Linked DNA regions of Rattus norvegicus: region 1 is linked to region 2. A link is a contact called in public Hi-C data. All regions are on one chromosome and are shown on one strand. The core of a region is the stretch at or near the end of the contact, and the rest is flanking DNA. Distances in the headings are between cores, read along the strand shown.

What was found. A called contact is a pair of places that touch in the nucleus more often than the background predicts.
Region 1: a contact with region 2 is called in a Hi-C map of liver, with 1.7 times the contacts expected there. The contact joins the enhancer-like site here to the promoter of Gnaq in region 2. A contact is called at or near these places in 4 of 12 Hi-C or Micro-C datasets (Schwann cells, kidney, liver and 1 more).

The regions. Positions count from the first base shown.
Region 1 is chr1:222,912,145-222,918,125 of GRCr8, forward strand. All of the region lies in intron 1 of Gnaq (G protein subunit alpha q), which reads left to right. Among named protein-coding and RNA genes, the nearest start is that of Gnaq, 63 kb to the left of the region's middle. Within about 2 kb of position 3,862, at least 2 of the 93 cell types and tissues checked have an H3K27ac peak or open chromatin away from gene starts, as enhancers often do. A contact at or near this core is called in liver, where this site is marked.
Region 2 is chr1:222,850,116-222,855,596 of GRCr8, forward strand. It overlaps Gnaq (G protein subunit alpha q), which reads left to right and starts at 2,338. Exons shown (of 7, transcript NM_031036.3): 1 at 2,338-2,568. The coding sequence starts at 2,433.

The DNA of each region.
Region 1 (5,981 bases), core at 2,612-5,111, 64 kb after region 2:
GGACAAGGTTTCTCTGTGTAGCCCTGGCTGTCCTGAAACTCACTATGTAGACCAGCTGGCCTAAAACTCAGAGATCGGCCTGACTCTGCCTCCCTAGAGCTTAGATTAAAGGCATGCACAACAACCAACACCCCGCTTAAGGAATGATTTTTATACGAGTTAAACCTAATTTAATACAGCTTTTCTGTATTATCTATTGTATAACTGCTGAAACAGTTATTTGAAAATAAAGTACTTTAAACTTAAAGTTTTCAATAAAGGCACCATTGGATATTACTTACAATATTCTTGTTTTAAGACAGGATCTCTTGTGAGCTGAGCCTTTAATGGCTGAACCATCTCTCTAGAAATCAAAATATCACTCTTTGCAGATGATATGATATGAATGCAAATTGATCCATTCTTATCGTCCTGTACAAAGCTCAAGTCCAAGTGGATCAAGGACCTCCACATAAAACCAGATATACTGAAACTAATAGAAGAGAAAGTGGGATGAGCCTTGAACACATGGGCATAGGGGAAAATTTCCTGAACAGAACACCAATGCTTATGCTCTAAGATCAAGAGACCACATATGAATCATCATAAAATTGCAAAGTTTTTTATAAGGCAAAGGACACTGTCATTAGGACAAAACAGCAACCAACAGATTGGGAAAAGATTTTTACCAATCCTACATCCAATAGAGGGCTAATATCCAATATATACCAAGAACTCAAGAAGTTAGACTCCAGAGAACCATAACCCTATTAAAAATTAAAAATTAAAAATGGGTTACAGAGCTAAACAAAGAATTCTCAACTAAGGAACATCAAACTGCCCATGAAGCACCTAAAGAAATATTCAACATCCTTAGTCATCAGGGAAATGCAAATCAAAACAACCCTGAGATTTCACCTCACACCAGTGAGAATGGCTAAGATCCAAAACTCAGGTGACAGCAGATGCTGGCAAGGATGCGGAGAAAGAGGAACACTCCTCCATTGTTGGTGGGATTGCAGACTGGTACAACCATTCTGGAAATCAGTCTGGAGGTTCCTCAGAAAATTGGACATTGAACTGCCTGAGGATCCAGCTATACCTCTCTTGGGCATATACCCAAAAGATGCCCCAACATATAACAAAGACACATGCTCCACTATGTTCATAGCAGCCTTATTTATAATAGCCAGAACCTGGAAAGAACCCAGATGCCCTTCAACAGAGGAATGGATACAGAAAATGTGGTACATCTACACAGTGGATTATTACTCAGCTATCAAAAACAGTGACTTTATGAAATTCTTAGGCAAATGGATTGAACTAGAAAATATCATCCTGAGTGAGGTAACCAATCACCAAAGGACACACATGGTATGCACTCATTGATAAGTGAGCTTGGAATACCCAAGATACAATTCACAGACCACATAAACCTCAAAAAGAGGGAAGACCAAAGTGGATTCTTCAGTCCTCCTTAGAAGGGGGAACAAAATACTCACAGGATGAAATACGGAGACAAAATGTGGAACAGAGACTGAAGGAAAGGGCATCCAGAGACTTGCCAAATCCAGATACTATTGTGGATGCCAAGAAGTGCATGCTGACAGGAGCCTGATATAGCTGTCTTCGGAGAGGCTGTGCCAGAGCCTGACAAATACAGAGGCGGATGATGCTTGCAGCCAAACATTGGACTGAGAATGGGGTCCCCAGTGGAGGAGTTAGAGAAGAGACTGAAGGAGCTGATGGGGTTTGCAACTCTGTAATAAGAACAACAAAATCAACCAACCAAACACCCCAGAGCACCCAGGGACTAAACCCCCAACCAAAGAGTACACATGGAGTGACTCATGGCTCCAGCCGCATATGTAGCAGAAGATGGGCCTAGTCAGGCATCAATGGGAGGAGAGGCCCTTGGTCCTGTGAAGGCTCGATGCCCTAGTGTAGGGGAATGGCAGGGTGGGGAGACTGGAGGGAGTGGGTAGGTGGGTGGATGAGCACCCTCATAGAAGTATGGGGAGGGGGAACGGGGTAGGTGTTTTCTGGAGGGGAAACTGGGAAAGGGGATAACATTTGAAATGTAAATTAAAAAATATCCAATAAAAGAAAAAGAAAATTATAGGCCCCATGTCTAACACCAGAATGCCCACATAGAATGAAAAAAAAAAAAAAAAAGACAGGGTCTCACTATATGTAGTCCTAGCTTGTCTGGGATTCTAAGAGGTTTGATTGCCTCTTCCTCTGAGTGTTGAGGTTGAAGGCATGAGCCATCACACCATTTTGCTGGCCTCAGAATCTGAAGTTTGCTTTGTTTCACATTCTGGAACACAGCTATGTTGATTCCTTATTTATCCTGCTCTTGGGAGTAAACCTCCATGCCCTGGCAGAGCTGTCCTAGCTTCTAGCTTTAAGGCTATGGCTCTGTACTTTGGTGGCACACACACCTGGTTCTTAGGGTCCTGTAGTTTGCTAGTCAAGAGAACTAACTTTGCCACTAATTATATCTATGGGCTTAGAAATGTTATTTAGCCCTCAACATCTGCAATCATTTTTTATTTTAGCACTGACATGCACATACTCACATATACACACAAACACAATTTCCTGCTCCAGTTAATCTAGAGATTCATTTAAAATCCAGATTTTGAGTTGTGGGTGGTGGTGCATGTCTTTCATCTCAGCCTTTAATCTCAGGCAGAGGCAGGCAGATGTTTTTTGAATTCAGGCTCGTCTGGTGTACACAGAGTTTGAGCCTAACCAAGTCCACAAAGTTAGACCCTGCCTCAACAACAAACAAACAACAAATAAAAACCTTAACAAAACACCCACAAACTACGAGGTACGGGATTCTTTGGTGAAATTCTGGGCACTTCCAAGAGGCTGCAGTCATCTGAGAGAAGTGCATTCTGGTAGGGGAGTAAACTCTATTTCTAATATGAATTCCACACTGAAAGTTTCAGAGCAGTGCCTCTGATGGTGTTACAGGTTGCTTCAGATCGAGTTATTTGAGCCACTCTGTCTCTTGAGATTCCAGGGCCTATAATTTTATCTTTAATTTTTTTTAAATGAAGAAATAAACAGTTGGGACAAAGTTATTTAGAGACTAATAAGCTGCTCAAAGTCACATCTATTGAATAGCACAACTGGCTGTGAATCCAGAGTGCTGAGTTCTGGTGCTTGTGCTAAGACCTTGCTGTTCTCATGAGCCTTAGTGTTGACATGACAGACTAGCTGGTAAGGAACACAGAATCCCAGGCTCTACCCAAGAACTGTGTAATCAGAACGAGCCTTTCAGTAATATTCCCAGGGGTTCCAATACATAGTCCAGTTTGAGAGGCATTGCTCTGAAACACTCTCTACATTTATGTGCTGCTGGCCTGAAATCTTCCTAGAGCATATGGGAGGAGTAGTGGTGTGAATGTGACCATTTAATGAGGTATAACCTCATCAGTGTGCATTTAAAAATTATTAGTACTTTTAAAATTCTCATGTGAGCTCATCCCCACCTCTCCACCACTCCTGTTCCCCCCAAACCCCGATATATACACAGGTCTTTTATTAGCTGTTCTTTTGACAGGAGGAGAAGCAGATCATCAGAGGAGTCATTTATTCCTGGATCTCACTTTGTCTCTTGTTTCTTGCTTGCATACACATTATGTGTGTGCATACGTGCATGCATACATACATACATATACACATACACACATACAGTAGTATTAGGCTTTGTGAGGCTTACACACTTTAAAAAAGACTGAGGAGGACATTGTTGGCACTGTCACAATGGCTTTTTCCACATTTTGTCTCCTTTCAGGTAGCTCCCTACTTTGTAATCCTGTGCCCTGGGGAGTGCAGTCTAATCTGTGCCTATTGCCTGCCTCCTGGTGGAAAAGCACTGACAGGATTGGTCCTGGCCTCTCTCTCTCTTCCAGTAAACAAATGTCTTTCTTGTTGCATAAGTAATTATAATCTAAATGTAATCGTATAATAGACACAGAAGGAGCAGCCAACTTGCTTTATGTGAGTTGGCCAACGTAAAGGACAAGAATGAGGGAGGCAGTGCTAGATAGAGAAGGATATGTGGGTATAGGAAATAGGAAGAGGAAAAAAGGGCCATAGACCTGAAAGGGCTAGGCTTGTTTATGGGGAGGGGTTGGGTATTGCCAAAAGGGCAAATGAGGCTGCATTGTGCAAAACTTGATTGACCATAATAGCTAAAGAGTTTTACTGTGTGGTATCACTCTTGGCTAAGGCCTTAGTTCTGTTTCATTTGTAAACAGGGTTTGAGGTAGGCATCCTTAGGGACTGGTGCTGCCGAGAGAAGTTAGCTGGTTTGCTTGGAGCCTTAGAGCCAAGCACTGCTTCCTGGCTGCTTCCAGGTCTGCTGTGAAGCTGCACTGTCACAAAGTGAAGAGCTGCTCACTACAGAAAAGGCTGGCTTAATGTGCTCATTTTTGCTTTACTCTGAAAGTCCGATTCTCCCAGCAGTCCAGTGGTGGAGCTTGGACTTGCTTGCTTGTTTGTCCTTGTGTCTGTGGTGCTCAGTACTCATGACCTCTCCCTGGTGCGGTTTTCATTGCCTGTTTTTTGTTTTTGTGAAGTGGAACTTCTTAAAGTATGGACTCTTAAAAGATTCCAGGGACACCTGGACAAGATGTTGGTTCTATTTATTCTCCATTTTGTATGCACATAGTGGTTACTCTGGTGTTTTGGTTGATGGTACAATACTGTCTTAGTTCAGCCAAAAAGCCTCTTTTGTCTTCAGGTACATTACTAATAAGGGTATTTTGTTCACCTTGAAATTCTCAGAACTTCTTTTCTATACACATCAGACACAACAGTGCTCTGTTGTCTTCATTTCTGTTGCCCCTGTCCAGGCAATGTCAGCTAGCAGTGGGGTTCTTATTCTTTAGTTAGTAATGTCACCACCTCAGAGTTTGGTCTTCTCTCTGCACCAGTTGGCTTTTTCTTTCCTAGTACTTTGTTCTATGAACTGTTGAAGAATGATTCTGAAGCTCTCTTCCTCTACTGATAGCAGTGAAGCCTGCTGGCATATTCTGTTTGGCCTGATAAGTCAGTGCACATAGTTCAGGATATGTGGTAATTGCCTGAGTGGTACGAAATTAGTTAGAGGATACAAACTTAGGCAATTCTCTCACATTGGTAGACCTCAGTTTCCTCATTTACAAACGAAGAAATGCTAGGTCTCTAGCTTTTAGACGAGGTCTTTAAAGACCCCCTAGACGAAGCCTGTAAGTTCACATTCTTAAGACACCAATTCTTGGCTGTCTTTATGCTTAATAGTCCTATAAGTTCATATTATCCATTTCCCAGTTTCCAGTTTATTAATAGCTTTAGTGAATTGTGAATGGCAGTTTAATTAGATCATCCATGAATAATTAGGGCAACTACTTTTTCCCCCAAGAGGTTATTTTCATTCTGGAGTATGCATCTTTCTTTTAACCTAGGTAATTAAACATTTTACAAAGTAGGGAAGTAAGCCTTTTCTACCTTCCTTTCAAGCAAGCTATGCTTCTTATTTTTTTAAAGCTACATGCCCTTTGAATAAAGCAGATTTATAGTTTCTGCCTATTTTAAGTGTGAGTTTGTAAGGCTGGTAAGTAAATTTCCTTTAAAACATTCCTGTCTGAGTCCAGACTTGGTGGTCCATGCTTGTAATCCTAGCTCTTGGGAACTGAGCAAGGAGGATTGCCGTCAGTCCAGCTTCATTCTCGGTTATATGGTGAGTCTCAGACTAGCTGGAGCTGTACGCTAAGACTGCCTCAAGTAAGTCAGTCAAATGCCTTTTTCCTTTAAGGAAGAAATGATAACATATAACAGAAAACCAGCCTTGTTTAATGGCTGGTTTCCAGGGAATAACTTATGAAACAATTTATATTTGGCTTTGTAGTATTTTTGTGCTTACATTGGAATATGAGTATGCCTCATATTCTTGGAATTACAAGACTTCAAGTAAATAAATAAGGAAGTTGCACTGTGAAAAT
Region 2 (5,481 bases), core at 1,088-3,587:
CTTTCCAACGATTCTCCAACTGAGTGGTTTTTGTTTTGTTTTTTTTTAACCAATTTAAATATCTGTGCCGGGGCTGTCCCTGAGGTTGAGACACAAGTGACAAAACAGAGGTCAGTTAAGCAAAAATATATTATTGACACCATAATGGCACAGTTTGTCTCAGGGGCTCCTTAGGAAACCAGACATGAAATGTTGATCGCTTTGTTTTCCAGTGTGTTGTGTCCCTCTAGTACACACTGGAAAACACACACACACACACACACACACACCACCACCACCACCACCACCACCACCACCAACACCATCACCACCACCACACAAAATGGGGGCACAGGGCATACTACTTGTGATTCTCCCCCAAGCTATTTTACATTTCTGCCTATTGACTTTGACTCTTTAGTGTTTAAGCATTTATTTTCACAGCAAGTCCTACCAGCTCTGATGGTATTCATAGAAAAGGGGTGAGAGGTTCATCTTCTTTGCTGTCTTGGCAAGACATCTTATTAAAAAGGAGAGTATAACATACAGACTTCAAGTCCACAACTCCATCTGAGTCCTGACATAGAGGATGGGTGTGTGTGTATGTGTGTGTGTGTGTGTGTGCGCGCGCGCGCGGGCGCGCGGTGCATCAAAGAAGTAGAGAATAAGGCAAAGCAGAGGGGAGACCTTGGAGTCTAAGACTTGTTTCACTCCTAATTTGTAGCAATGATTATGACCTTACATTGCAGCCTAGATCAATAGGGGCAGTTCATGGAAAGCACAACATGGGGAGGGCTCCACTTCTACCTGCAAAGGCAGGGAGAATAGTATGAATCTCCCCCTTGATGTTTAAGACACATTGAATCGAATGAACATTTTTTCCCCCCAAATAACCTTGAGTGATCAAGACTTTTTCTATTTATTAGTAAACCATCTCAAATTAGAAGTGTAAAAACCAAGTAGAATTTTGCTCCAATGGTACTAGTTTCTCCACTTTTTCCTATTTTATTCTCTCCCCTCCCCCTTTTCTTTGATACAATGTTTCATACTGCTCAGGAAGCAATTCTCCTGCCTCAGCCTGTCGAGTGTGGAGTTTATGACACACCATATCCGTCTCTTTCATTTCATTCTGTACTATTTGGAGATCTCCCAGAAATCATCCTTAACTGTCACGGTGTAGAAGGGTCAAGCTCATAATATCAGACTTTTTAACATAGTGTGCTGGTAGGGAAACAGAAATCACCTTAGTGACCGGAAAAGTTGGAACAGATCAGGAGGCTCTTGGAAACTTGGGTTTTTCTCTTCAGGATTCAGATTCCTATCTGGAGATACTGAGGACAGTTCCGTCCACAGATCTCTTGGTAACCCCCAGCGAGCCGGTGACAATCCTTTCTCTTTCCTAGTAAAGAGTATCCCATTTTCTAAGACAGATCTGGAGTCAGAGGCCACTTGAGGCAGTTTTTCCGGAATGGCGTTTTAGAAATAGGAAAGGGCAGCAGGGCTGTAGAGAGGCCTGGGGTGCAGCGCGTGGGCACCCATCAGGGCTCCCGCCGCGCCAGCGGCCGGAGGGCAGGCCGAGGACGCCATATTCTCGCCGACCACGCCCCGGCGGCCCGCGGCAGCCAAAGGACTGTGTTCGCCGGCCGGCCGGCCCCGCTTGAGCGGCCGTGACCGCTGCTCCCGGGCTCGCGCAGAGGGAAGCGGCGGGCGAGCCAGGCCGGCAGTCGGGGGCGGGGCGAGGAGAGCGCGAGCTGTCCAGGAGGGGCCTCGGCCCCGCCCCTTGCGCTGCGCCCGCCCCCTGCGCCCGCCCTCCTCCCGCCGCCGCCTCCCTCCCGGATCTGTGCTCCAGTTCAGAGAAAGGAGAAAATGTGTGTGTGTGGCGAGGGGGAGGGCGAGCACTGAGCAGCCGCGGCGCGCCTGGCAATCGGGCCGGGTGGGCGTCCGGCGGAGGCGGGGGCGGAGGCGGGGAGCGCGCGGCGGCCGGCTGCCCGGTTTGCGCGCGAGCCGAGTGGGCGCGGGCAGGCCGAGGGCGCCCGGAGCCGAGTCAGGCGGCGGCGAGGAGCGGGCGCGCCGGGCGCGCGGAGCCGTCGGCGGTCGCTCGCTGCTGGGCCGCCTCGGTGGATGAGCTCGGGCCGCTGGGCGCACAGCTTAGGGCAGCATCGGCAGCGGCGCCTGGAGGGCCGCGCGCTCTCCAAGAAGGCGGCGTGTGAGCGCGGCCGGGCGCGGCGGCCTTTCCTCGCGCGTCCCAGGCCCCCGGCCCCGCTCGTCCCCGGCCCGCCTGGGCTACGGGCCCGGCCGCCGTCCTCACCGCGGCTCCCTGAGCTCGTCCCTGACGCGCGCCCGGGCGGCGGGACTCCGCGGCCGCCGCTGCCTCGGGGGAGCGAGGGCGGAGGGCGTGTGTGCGCGCGTGTGAGCAGGGCGCCGGCGGGGCTGCAGCGAGGCACTTCGGAAGAATGACTCTGGAGTCCATCATGGCGTGCTGCCTGAGCGAGGAGGCCAAGGAAGCCCGGAGGATCAACGACGAGATCGAGCGGCAGCTGCGCAGGGACAAGCGCGACGCCCGCCGGGAGCTCAAGCTGCTGCTGCTGGGTGAGTGCGGCCCTTGGGCCCTGGTGCCCCCCGCCCCGGCTCGCCGCTGCCCTCCCCGCGCGCGTTCCCGGTCGGCACCCGCACCCGCGCGCGCGCACACAGGGGCCGAGGGCCGGGGCTCCGGAGCTGCGGTGTGCGCCTTCGGTGTCAGCTAGGGCCGTGCTCTGTGCGCCGCGTCTGCGGGACGGCTGAGCGTCCGCGCGAGCGGCGCGGGTGGGCGATGGCGTGCAGTGCGGTGGCAGGCCAGCGTCCATTGTGGCGCGTTGTAGGGTGGAGAGGGAAGGGTGGAAACGGGGAGCAGACTAGGGTCTGGATTCAGCTAGGAAAGGTGCTGAGGAAGCCTTGGCTGGCGCTCCAAAGAAACCCGGGTTAACGTACTGGGCAGGGGCGGGGCGGGAAGACTAGCCCAAATGTGCTCCACTGTAGCCACCAGGCCACTGACAGGAGTGACCCCAGAGAGTTGCATGGGCAGTGGATGGTGACAGGCGTCTCTTCTGCACCATTCCTTCTGGATAAAGATGAAGGATCCGGGAGTGTTGTACTGTGTGGTTGTTGACAGCAGACGGCTATCTTTTGTTTAATGAGGCGACCCAGATGTATGCCTGAATTCACAGCAGTTTCTACTGGAAACCAGCACAGCCTCTCAGTTACTCTCCTGGAAACAAACAGAAACCTTTTGTTTAAAACGGACATTTTAGTATCTTGCCATCTGGGCTCCAAGAAAAACGGGAAGAGTTCGAGAAAATTTCCCTCAGATCTCTTTTTTTTTTTTTTTCTAAATGACAATCCAACATTCTGCTTTAACACGAAATTAAGAAGAAAATGCTATTTTCAAATAGGAATTATATTGATTATTATCTCTGAGAGGATGTTTGGAATCAAGCGATCAGGGTTCATGTACAAGCTAGCATGACATAACTATTGCTACTGTGGTAGGAAGCATGAACTGCTTTGCAGGAACAGGCCTGAAAAATGTCTGCACTTGTGTTTATTTGTATGAGTAAAAATAACGCTTCTCAAACATTTCTGTAAGAAGAGGATATTGCTTCGTTGGTTGGGATTTGAGAAGTCCCCCCTCCCCTCTTTCTTTTCTATCTGGAGCAGTCCATCTGCTGGCTCCAGGAACCCATTACCTTGGGGACCGAACTGCTTATGTACTGGATCACTTATAGTCAGGAGCAAAATATCACAATCACAAATGGCTACCAATGCTATTTCCTTCCCCAGCGTAGGTTTTTTTTTTATTGAAATCCAGTTAGGTAAATGTGCACATATAAAGTGTTCATACAGTACAGAAGGCAAGGAGCTGAATAAAAAGGTGGGTTTTAGGGGAATAAGGCAAGGGGAGTGGGGAAATTGGGTAAGTCTACCACCCTCATCATTTCTGTTTCTTCTCATGGCTGAAAATGGAATGCCTTATCTTTTTCTTTCTTTCTTTCTTTCTTTTTTTTTTTTTAAATTGAGAAGGGAAAAGCAAGGGCAAGTGGAATAAATATACGGTGTTCCAGTATACAATTAAGAGGGAAAACATGTGTTTTAGAGATTTTTCTCTTAGACCTGGCTTTTAATTTTCCTTTGTTTACAATCTTCATATGTTTGTGTTTAGCTAAGAACAGGGCATTTGAGGTCTAGTTAACCAAACTTATTTGCCTGAAATTTGACAGCTCGAGGTTTCCAGGCAGCCATGAGTTAGGTTTGTCAGAGGGCCTAGGTTTAAATGCCTGAGAGGGGGATACACTTATAGAGATACTTAATTACATGCTGTTTATTTTAATAATATGCTATGCTTTAAAAAAAATGAACATGGGAATGATTTCCTGAGGGGAAATCCCTCCAGTCCTACTGCTAAAAATGTGGTCAGTGTAAGTGTGTGGCGGCCCTCCCTCACTGATTATAGATTGAAGCAGGCTTTAAACATGGCCCCACCTCACCCATCAGAGACAGACTGGTGGAGGTGGTAGAAAATTTGCTGTTGATTCAGCACCTGCATTTATGAACAACATTTTTTAAAAAACCCATACAGTTCTCTGTCAGAAGTGGGAGCCCTGGGCATCATTAACAATCACGGCTGTTCTCAGTGTGGATAGGCTTCTTCCAAACGCAGTACCCACATTATTTGTGTAATCATGATAGACATTAAGTGTAAACGTCTCTGTGTGTATGAGTGTGAGATTAGCAGGGAAATGAGTGTTGAACAAGGGAGTGCTTGGGGGAGGGGCTCCTTCCTGGTCTGCTGCCTTGGGAGTAGTCTTCATTTCCTAGTTCTTTCGTTCATTTTACCAACATCTATCCAGAGGAGATTACAGAATGTATTTCATCACATTATTAGTACCTTTGAAGGCTTCTGTACATGGAGGGATCATGCTTCATGTTGAAGTTCTGTGTAAAATTGTTTTCAAATAAGTTTTAACTCAAGGTTGACACTCAAGGAAACTGTCCTGCAAGGGAGCAATGTATTATTTACTTATTAAAATATGGTGGTATCACAAAACCGGTTATCTGACGAGATAATCAAGTGTGCCAGTAAGGCTCTTTTGAGTCATTATCCAGTACTTACGCTAGTATGTGCCTCATTTATTCTACAGAGCTTACACATTTTGATCTCGTTCTACTTGAAGAATGATCTCTGACATTTTATCACAGTAAAGAGTTTCATTTTAACTTAGTAACTTCTGTCTTATTCTCTTTAGATCCTTCACATTAGCATTTGTTTCCTTTGACACCTCAAGGAAAGCTTTAAATTCTATATAGGATACAGTAGAAGGTATTTGATACTTAACACTTACTAGGTGTAAAAGTATATTATCTTGCCTTTAAAGTTGAACTATCATGACTATTCATTAGATATTTTTGTTGGTGGCACACAGATCACAGCACTTAATTGCTGATTTGTCTTTAAGTCTCTGAGGAGCA